2 separate regions of the Sus scrofa genome follow, and region 1 is linked to region 2. A link is a contact called in public Hi-C data. All regions are on one chromosome and are shown on one strand. Each heading gives the region's core, a stretch centred on a gene start, on an enhancer-like site or on the middle of the called end of the contact. The rest is flanking DNA. Distances are from core to core; before and after follow the strand shown. Region 1 overlaps RNF38 (E3 ubiquitin-protein ligase RNF38). Region 2 overlaps RECK (reversion-inducing cysteine-rich protein with Kazal motifs).

Region 1 (5,276 bases), core at 2,725-5,224, 350 kb after region 2:
CTATAAATACCGACTTGGAAAGAGATTCAAGATATAAAGCAAGTTTCAAATTAGATATATATAGTATGGTCCCACTTTTTATAAATTTATACACATATACGTGTCTGCATAGTAAAACACACACACACCCATATGAGTATACACACCAACCCATTCTCACTAATCTCTGAAGAATTCAAATAAAGAGACTTTTATTTTCCCTGATATATTTCTGTAATGTTTGAATTTTTTGCAACATGGCACTTTCGAAATTAGAAGACAATAAATGCAAAAACTTTTAAAAATTGTTTAGGATATAGAGAAAGAATCTAGTAAAGAACAGAAATTCCTGAGTCAATATACAAAAATGTAGAAATAGCAGATCCAAGAATAAAAGATAATCATTTCTTAAAAAACAGCTTACTATGTAGTGGGCATATATATATTAGCTCATTTTCATTATACTTATTTCACCAATGAGGAAATAGGCTGGGAGATTTTAATCTAATCAAAAAAGAACAAAATACAGTTGAGAAAGATCATAAATTAAATTACAGAGAAAACTTTAATACTTAAAAGAACACAACTCACAGTTTTTTTTTAAAGCTGGAAAAAGAATTAATTTTCTTAAAAAAAAAAAAATTCACCGAAACTGGCTACACACACACACACACACACACACACACACACACACCAAAACCCAAAAACTGAATGGAATAAACTAAAAAACAAAACAGATATGATTACCATTCCTCCTGCCCAAAAGGCTATTTTTCCATACTACAAAAATCCTGTTATCAAGGATGGCAACAGGAAGGAAAGTTACAGGCCTTCTTTCTGGTAAATACATACCAAAGACCTAAATACTAATAAATCAGTCTGGTACTATGAGATTCATTACAGAAATCTAGGGATAATTCCATACCAACAATTGATTAATATAATTAAACACATAAAATAGGTCAAAAGAAACATAATCTCATAGATAACTGAGTTGGAAGCCATTTGACGAACTTACCCTTTCTAAGAAAAGCACTTAAATAAAACTACCACTTCTTTAACTTGTTAGGTTTCAGATCCATATCAACCCCACAATTAACAGTGAAATGTACTTGAGGCAGCCTTATTAGACTACAGTCCGGTATATGACATTCTTCTGGATGTTATAGTCTATCCAATGAAATAAGAAAGAAAAACAGAGGAAGGTATTGAAAAGGAGTCTAAATTAGCAACACTTGCCAATAAAAAGCTGTCCAACTGGAATGCCCCCCCCAAAAAAACTATGAAAAAGTATTAAAATGACCGAAAGACCTGAGGAAATAGGCAGATTTTAAATAAATACACAAAAATCAACAGCTTTTCCTAACATCAGAAAAGCTTAAAAAGTATGATGAAAAACACCTCACTGTCAAAAGCAAAAAGAATGTAAAATGCTATGGAATTGATGTTAGGTGAATTAAAACTACAAAATGCCACTAAGGCACATACTATAGCACAAAAACAACATAAGTGGAAAGAAATCATGTTAATAGATGAAAAAACTCTATATTGTGAAGAAATCGATTATTTCAAACTTAATAAATTTAATGCTTTTCCAATTTGTATATCAATGTGTTTTTGTAGTGATACAAAACGAAGTGTAGAAACAGATCTAAGTATTAATGGAAATTCAATATATGATTTAAAATGTCATGTTTGGCGTTCTCTTATGGTACAGCGGATTAAGGATTCGGCATTATCACTGCAGCAGCTTGTGCTGCATGGTACAGCCAAAAAAAAAAATGGTACACTTGAATGGTACAGCCAAAAAAAAAAGTCACGTTAAAAAAATAAGGAACTGGTTACACTGCGGTTATGTCCATTATTAAATACAATGGAATACTGCACAATTATCAGAATGAGGTAGACTCAGGAGTTCTCTGATGGCCTAGCAGGTTGAGGCTCCTTAGTTCTCACCACTGTGGCTCTGGTTGCTGCTGTGTGGCGTAGGTTCAATCCCTGGCCCAGGAATTCCCACATACTGCCTGTGTGGCGAAAAAGAAAAAAAATATAAAAAAAAAAAAAGAGAGAGAGAGAGAATCTGAAATAAATGTTGAAGCTTTCATTTTTTTTAAAAAAAAAAAGAAGAAGGTAGACTCATTGCTGTAGGAAGATGGTCACAATACAGTATGATGTAAAAAAAAAACAACCCACAACCCCACTCCTGGGCATATATCTGGACAAAACTATAATTTGAAGACACATGCACCCTTATTTTCACGGCAGCAGTACTGACAATAGCCAAGACATGGAAACCAACCTAAAGGTCCAAGGACAGATGAAAGGATTAAGATGTGGTACCTATATACAATGGTATATATACAGCCATAAAAAAGAATAAAATAATGCCATTTGCAGCAACATGGATGCAACCAGAGATTCTCACACCAAATGAAGTGAGGAAAAAAAAAAAAGACAAATACCATATGATAGCACTTATACTGGAATCTAAAATATGGCACAAATAAACCTATCTACAAAACAGAAGCAGGATTTCCCATCATGGCGCAGCGGAAATGAATTGACTAGGAACCATGAGGCTGCGGGTTTGCTCCCTGGGCCTTGCTCAGTAGGTTAAAGATCTGGCGTTGTCGTGAGCAGTGGTGTAGGTCACAGATGCAGCTCTGGTCCCAAGCCATAACAGTGAAGCAGTGACAACACTGAATCCTTAACCTGATGCGCCAAAGAGGAACTCCGCACACAGAACTGTTTTATGCGGTGCTATTTGCTTAGCATGAACAGTATTAATTACTCTATTACTTTCTTTCCACTTTTTCTCCCCCACCATTTACAGTTTGGTTATAAAATAATGTTTAAGAAATCAAGAGGAACCTCCGAATCTCCTCATGGTTATTTACACTATACCTCAGTGCATCAGGTACCCGCCCTCCAAACAGCTACATTAGCATCCCCTAGGATTTTGTTTAAAAGGCCCTGCCCTAGTGAAGTAAATCGAAAACTCAGGAGGTGGAACCCAGTAATCTTCCTTTTAACCAGCCCTTCACAAGACTATTATGCAAGCTAAAGTTTCAGTGCCACTACTCTGTCACCTGTGACCCTGCTAGAAATCTGCTTTTTAACTAGATCCCAGGGTGATGCATAAGTAAGTTAAAGTGAGATGCTCATCTACCTTGAGCCATAAATCTCACCCCAATCCATATTATCCATATTACCCACACAGAGAGTATCGAAGTGTTTCTGGGGATGGGAAGGGGAGATGCCAGCAGAAAGAGCAGTGGTTTTTTTAGCCTCTTTGAATTTAAATCTATCACTCCGGTGGGAAAAACATCAGCACTGCATGGCCCAGTTAGGCAGGGCATGTTAGGAGTGTCATCTTTTGTGTGTGACAGATAGCACACAACCACCATTAAACCACCCTAGAAATGTATTGCTCTACGTGTCAATATCATAAGTCCTCATTTTTCTTTTAAAATAAGCGAATTTCAATTTTAATCCCAGGCATAATAAAATTACATAAGACTAACTAACCTTCATTTCCATCACTAATATTATAATGGGAATCCATCATTTTAAGATAAAACTGTAGGGATATATGTTTTTTGCTCCACCAGGATACTTTTATCAACTGGTACAAGTATTATCTACCCTCGACTTCCATGCTGCAGCCTCTGCCTCTATACAGCTTGTGGGGAGGGGAAAATGTCCCCAGATTCTCCCTTAACTTCTGGCTGCCTTCCTCAAAGGCTTAGAAATTTTCTTTCAAAATCTGCTAGAGCCCCTTTGCTCTAGACTCAGACTCTTCCTTTGCTCCTCTCTCGTTTTCCTCCAGAGTCTCATCAGTCTGTCCTGAGTTACAGACAAACATGTTGACTTTCTCAGGAAATCTGCCAGGGTAACTACACATACATGCATGCTTGAGAATAATACCATCTCACTGCTTATTGCAGTCTGACGGGCTAACAACAATCTGCTTTTTTGAAGGCACTTCCAGTTTCACTTCTAGTTCCTACCAGGCTTATGCCCCGCCTCGCTGCAGTACAGCCCCTCCCTCTCCAAGCTTTCCTGACCCAGGAAGTAGCAAAGTCAATTCTGTGGGGCTCAAGCCCATTTTGACTTGCCTCCTCCTTCTTAAAGCAACCACAGAATCAAAATTTCTAAAGTCCTCTTTCAATGTGATAACTTTTCTTCCACAGAAAGAAAGTTTTAATCAAGACTTAAATTTGGGCCTTGGGTTTTTAATTATACAGCATCAGGAAAAATAATATAACCATTCTATCAATTTTATTTTGAAAGGAAATGTTTACATCTCAAAAGTGCCATAAAAAGATTCTGGTTATAGTAAAACTAGTTTGATTTCCATCCCCATCCCACAGAACTGTTGTTAAAAATCACATGTCAATTAAGACAGTTCATTTTTTAAAAGACTTTGTTCTACCAAAAACTAGACTCACAATATACAGAATTATCTGACTTCAGTTTTGATCTCAACAGGGAAATTAATAACTTCATGAACTGCACACAGATTCACTTTAAGAAGGCAAATCTGACTTGTTGCCCTTGTTGGATTTGGGGTTTATTTGATGGGGTTTTTTGTTTGTTTGTTTGTTTTAAAGCACACAATGATAGCTTTTATTTAAAGTTAAAGCTCAAAAATACCATGGAATAGTAATTCCTGTTTTCAACAATATATGCAGTTTTTAATAGAAACACTGAATAATTAAATCGTAAGAGTTCATGACCCATATTCTTCATATATAGCAAAGACAGTCAACATTAATGTATTCCATTAGAGCTCCAAACATACGGCAATTCTAGATAAGTTCTGACCCTAAGGTTCTTAAAGAAACGCAAACCAGTAAATGGATGGAAATTCCTCAATTATCTAAATTTAATCAGATTTTATCCTGCCTACATGGAAAGACTATCTTCCTCTTATGAATTAATTCTCATGCTGCTTAGTAATTTGAAAGGCACAGAATTTATTTTTCCTTAACAAAGTAGAAGAAAAAGACTAAGATGACAGTGCTTAACTCAAAAACAGGTCATGGTCCAAAAGTCTGTGACTACTGCACCTGGTTTTGATCTTAGAATTCAATTTTTGCCATAGAACATTCTTCTAAATGGATGGCCCATCAATGCCTATTAAGCCTACAACACAGATAAATAATATTAGCAACAGTACAGCTGCTTGAGGAAATTTATTCAATCTCAGATTCCAACTTCAGGCCACCTAAAGATACAGAATCTGGAGTTCCTGTGTGGCTCAGTGGAAACCAATCCAACTAGGAACCATGAGG
Region 2 (5,594 bases), core at 2,489-4,988:
TTTTGAGAACCCAGTAATTTCAAGAGTGTAGGTGGATTCTGAGATCAAAAAGTTTGGGAACTGCTGAAGTAAACAAATTGTGGTACATTTCTTAATGGAATACTACTCAATAATAAAAATCATAATTTATATGCACAGCAACATGGGTAAATCTCAAAAAGATTGTTTAGCTAAAGACACAGACCCTGGAGTTTCCTGGATTCGATCCCTGGCCTCGCCTAGTGGTTCGGGGATCTGGTGTGGCTATGAGCTGTGGTATAGGTCGCAGACTTGGCTGGGATCCTGTGTTGCTGTGGCTGTGGTATAAGTCAGCAGCTGTGGCTCCATTTGGACTCCTAGCCTGGGAACCTCCATGTGCTGCAGGTGCAGCCCTAAAAAGACAAAAAGAAAAAATAAAGAAAAATAAAGACACCAGACCCAAAAGAGTACATACAGTGTGATTCCATTTTTATGAAGGAATTTACAGACAGAATTTACAGGTATTTACAGGCAGAATTAATCTACGGTGATCAAAGCACAAATGTTGGTGGCCTCTGGAATGCAGTCAACAGGGAAGGCATTGACTGGACAGGGACACAAAGGAACTTTCTGACATGATGGAAATGTTCCTTAATTGATTTGGATATGCCTGTGTGAATGTACATGTTTGTCAAATCACATCATGTATTTTGTGAAATCAAAGAAATAGCATTGGTGGAGGTAACAGTCCTGTCCACAGTATTTTGAAGTTTTTAACTAGCTCACAAAAATCCATATTAAAAAGAAAAATTGTAGAGTTCCCATGGTGGCTCAGCAGGTTGACTTGATGATGTCTCTGTGAGGATGCAGTTCAACCCCTGGCCTGGCTCAGTAGGTTAAGGATCTGGTGTTGCCACAAGCTGGGGTGTAGGTTGCAGGTATGGCTAGATCCCGAGTTGCTGTGGCTGTGGCGTTGGCCGGCAGCTGCAGCTCCAATTCGACCCCTGGCCTGGGAACTTCCATATGCCACAGGTGCCACCTGTAAAAAAATTTAAAATTAAAAAAAAAAATCTTTTTTCTTTCTTAGGGCCACACCCATGGCACATGGAAGTTCCCAGGCTAGGAATCAAATTGAAGCTGCAGCTGCCAGCCAACGCCACAGAAACTCTGGTTCCTTAACCTACTGAGCAAGGCCAGGGATCGAACCCACATCCTCATGAATACTAGTTGGGTTTGTTACTGCAGAGCCACAGTGGGAACTCCAAAAAAAAAAAAATCTTAATGCTAGTGTCTACTTTGAATCTTCTTACATTTAAAGCTGACATTCTTTGATGAGTTGTATGCACTTCTTTGAAAAAAATAATTTTGCTGATTCATTAGCATGTCAGGGTTTTCTCCTCTCTAGGAAATAATTCTCTTGATTCCTTCTGGCCTTTTTTTCCTTCAGGCCAACAGAACTTTTCAGGAGTTGCAATGCTCAGTCAGATCAAGGAGCCATGAATGACATGAAGCTGTGGGAGAAGGGAAGCATAAAGATGCCATTTATCAGCATACCTGTTCTTGACATTAAAAAGTGCCAGCCAGAAATGTGGAAAGCAATAGCTTGTTCACTGCAGATCAAACCTTGTCATAGTAAATCCCGGGGAAGTATTATTTGCAAGTAAGTTCCTTTCGTAATAATGACTCTCTAGTTTTGGTTCAGACCCTCCATGGTCCCCACCCACAGCCTGTCTTTAGAGTTTTCTCTCCCACCACTTCCTTTTGCCCATCACCTCTATATGTCAAATGCTTTCCTGCTTTTTCCCCCTCTGCTTAAAATGTTCTCCCCCCCCCAATCTCTACTTGCCCATTGCCCATCCTTCTTAGCCCCTCTCAAATACCAGTCATTCCTATGGAATCATCCTGGATTTCTCCAGCTGATAGTGGTTTATTCTTACCACAAATTCCTCTAGACCTTTATTTTCTTATGGAGCTTAGTTCAAGTACAACTGAGTATCTTCAGTGCACAGTTCTATTTGCATATTTCAATTTGTGTACTTGTCTTATATTCTGTTAGACTTTGCTCTCCTTGAGGAGTTTATTCTCTGTGCCTCTTTTATCACCTCTTTCCTTTTTTTCTCCTCTTCAGGGATTAACGTAATCCTAACCTGTAAGAGGTATTCCAGAAATGTCTGATGAGTACCAGAGTTAGTAAATATAGTCATTGAATCCTATTCCTAGTAAACATTTTGTGACTGGTTTGCTTAAGATCTATGTTAAAGTAGAGATGAAAGCTGCTATGGTGGGCAAATCCAAAAGCATGAACTACATAGTAAAATATGTCAGCTGCTCTTCAAGCATCTTTTTTTCCAAAAACCTTTTCCAAAACAAAATTAACATTCAGTTGCTTAGTTGTGGGTATGTGGTTCATTCAGTGCTGCTGGACACTTAATGACTGGTTGCAGATTATTTCAACCTTGAACAGAGTCCAGCCTCTGACCTGACTTGGGGATGGCCTGAGTCGGGGAGAGATGATTGGGTGATAAGCACAAAGAAGCAAGTGGGAAATTAGTAGAAACTCTTAGCACAGAAATTTATAGGGGTCAAATCCCTGTTGAAGACAGAAAATTTTTAAGTCGTGGATTTTCCAGTTATAGGCCGGACATCTTAATGTTGATAACTAAACAGATATTTTAAAAGAGAAAGAAAGGAAAGGAGTGAGGGAAGAAGAAAGAAAGAAGCAAGCATGCATAAAGTCCTGAGAGAAAGGATATATGATTTTTGCAAAGAGCAAATCAGACTAATTTCCTTTCAAAGACAGTGAAAAGCCACATTGATGATAACAACAGTAAGTATGAGTGTAAAATTTGAGCAAGGCCTTTGATTTCAGGTCAGAGAAAGTTAGGGATGCTTTGATAGTGTAATACATTACTTACTCCTCAACCTAAGGTGTGCTGTCACTCCTGTTCTGTTTTGGCATACTCACACCTAACAAAGTGTGAAACATTGCTGAGCTATGAAGACCCACCTCCTGGAAAATTTCAGAAACAGAACTGATATTAACTGGACAACATGAGGAGATTCTTCGAACCCTCAATTTGTGTGTATTTTCCTTTTCAAGATCAGACTGTGTAGAGATTCTCAAGAAATGTGGGGACCAGAACAAATTCCCTGAAGACCACACAGCTGAAAGTATTTGTGAGCTCCTGTCACCTACAGATGACCTGGAGAATTGCATACCTTTGGATACCTACCTCAGTAAGTGCTTTTTTTTTTTTTAATTTCAAACGCTTCTTTCTCTCTCTGCCATCCTTGCTTTGGATGAACATCTGTCTGTTGAGAACATGTGGTTTAATGATAGTATCTCAATTGCAGGCTCTTATCTTATTTTCTTGGACTTTTTGGCCCAGGAAGGAATTGTCATCTTAAAATATGTACACAGAAGCAGTTATCACATCAGTCTGAGAAAGGTAGTGAACCATTGTCAGTCAGGAATTCCAAGTGGTCAGTCAGAAGCCCAGCGTACTCACATAACCAGCTCTACATCATTGCTGTCTCCTTGCCGTGATTTGACTAAGTGGAATCTCCCCTAGGGAGTCTTCAGCTTTTTGTCATCAGAATATCAGTGGACCTTAGCCAGGCGTTGGCTTGACTCGCCTACCACATAGGGAGTGAGGAATGACGGCCTAGGTTAGTACATGAAAATAGAACTTTTCTCTGTGCCAAATACTCCTGCCAAGAGCTAGAGGAAAAAGTTGCTATCTCCTTGAGGGATTCTGGAGCTAAGCTTCCTGGCCAGAGGTGACTACATATGGTAGAAACCAGGGAGTAACAAGTAAGACTCACACAGCGTAAGTTAGGGTAGGAGAAGTGTTTTGGTTGCCACCAGGGGGCGCTAGTGCTGTGAGCTGGCTGGAAAGCCAGTGAATTCAGCTCCTGCTTGCTTTGTTTGCCTGTGTTAGATAGGATTAAATTCAACTGCAAATAATAGAGCACATAGAAGCAAAAGCAAGCCCAGAAGTAAATAGTCCAGAGGGATGTTATAACGATTCCATCATCAGGAATCCAGGCTTCTTTTTCTTTCTCCACCATCCTTAGCGCTTGGCTTCCATCAACAAGGTTACCACATGTACTTTATCATCACAACATGACTGCTGTAATTCTAGCCACCCTGTCTTATTGTAAGGGAAAACCACCCCTAGTTATAAGGGAAACTGGGATTTTTTTACCTTTGGACCCATTGCCAACCTGGGTAAAATTAGAGTTATGAGAGTAAGTAAGAAGAAAAGAGTGGATGCTAGATTTGCAGTTAGTAATATCTGCTATATTTCTCAAGACCAATGAACTATGTCCCTTAGCCTTTGTGACCAGTATAGCAAAAAAGAGAGCATTAGACTAGAAGCATAGGCTTCTGTGACTTTAAGAAGATCACTTCAAGTCTCAGCTTCCCTGTTTGTAAAATGATTGAGATGGATGAGATAAACTCCAAGAGCCTCTCTTAGCCTTAGAGTCTGAGTCTGGCCTAAAATCAAATAAGCGAAATGAATGTATTCACAATCTGGGACTCTACTAGAGCAGGCAGACACATGTGTAGAAGGAAACTATTTCAGTGGGAGGAAACTTAAAGAAATACTTTTGTTTAAATTTCAATACTCAAGAGTTTTCTTGTAGCCTAGTGGTTAAGCCACACAGTTGTCCCTGCTGTGGCTCAGGTCACACCTATGGCACAGATTTGGTCACTGGCCTGGGGACTACACATATCTCAGGTGTAGCCAAAAAATAAATAAATTTCAATATTCTGTTCAGAAGTTCCCTTACGATGCAGCAGGTTAAGAATCTGGCATTGCCAGAGCTGTGGGGCAGGCCATAACTGTGACATGGGTTCAATACCTGGCCTGGGAATTTCCACGTGCTGCAGGTACGGCGCCTCCAAAAAAACTCTCTTTCAGTATCGTATGACCACATATGTGGCCCTCCATAACCACAGGTTCTGTATTTGCGAATCAAAAATATTTAGGAAAAAATTACAGAAAGTTGCAAAAAGCAAAACTTGAATTTTGCTGTACATCTGGCAACTATTTACATAGCATTTACATTGTATTTACAACTATTTACATAGTATTTACATTGTATTACATATTACAAATAATCTAGAGGTGACAAAGTATATAGGAAAAGGTTCTTAGGTTATATGCAAATACTGTGCATTTTATATAAAGGATTTGCGCATCCTCAGATTTTGGTTTCTATGGGGTTCTGGAACAAATCCCCCATAGATATTGAAGGATAGCTGTATCTCAAGTGAGATTCTTCCTTGGTCTTTTTATGGCTGCACATGCAGCATATGGAAGTTCCTAGACTAGAGGTCCAATCACAGTTGCAGCTTCAGGCCTGTTCCGCAGCCACAGCAACACTGGATCTGGGCTGCATCTGGGCCTATGTTGCTGCAGCTTGCAACAACGCAAGATTTTTAACCCCCCTTAGTGAGGCCAGAGATCAAACCCGCTTCCTTACAGACACTATGTTGGGTTCTTAACCTGCTGAGTCATAATGGGAACTCCTTTGGTCATTATTTAACAAGTTAATAAATATAATCATTGTATAGGTTCCAACTTACCATAGTAAATTATTATTACTTATGGTAAAATATGCTACAT

Evidence for each region. A called contact is a pair of places that touch in the nucleus more often than the background predicts.
Region 1: a contact with region 2 is called in a Hi-C map of fibroblasts, with 1.7 times the contacts expected there. The contact joins two enhancer-like sites. A contact is called at or near these places in 5 of 47 Hi-C or Micro-C datasets (embryonic fibroblasts, fetal heart ventricle, fibroblasts and 2 more).

What each region holds. Positions count from the first base shown.
Region 1 is chr1:237,223,262-237,228,537 of Sscrofa11.1, forward strand. All of the region lies in intron 1 of RNF38 (E3 ubiquitin-protein ligase RNF38), which reads right to left. Among named protein-coding and RNA genes, the nearest start is that of RNF38, 14 kb to the right of the region's middle. Within about 2 kb of position 3,975, at least 49 of the 83 cell types and tissues checked have an H3K27ac peak or open chromatin away from gene starts, as enhancers often do. A contact at or near this core is called in embryonic fibroblasts, where this site is marked.
Region 2 is chr1:236,871,948-236,877,541 of Sscrofa11.1, forward strand. RECK (reversion-inducing cysteine-rich protein with Kazal motifs) reads left to right here. Exons shown (of 21, transcript XM_021065979.1): 11 at 1,406-1,618; 12 at 3,059-3,195. Among named protein-coding and RNA genes, the nearest start is that of GLIPR2, 45 kb to the right of the region's middle. Within about 2 kb of position 3,739, at least 9 of the 83 cell types and tissues checked have an H3K27ac peak or open chromatin away from gene starts, as enhancers often do. A contact at or near this core is called in embryonic fibroblasts, where this site is marked.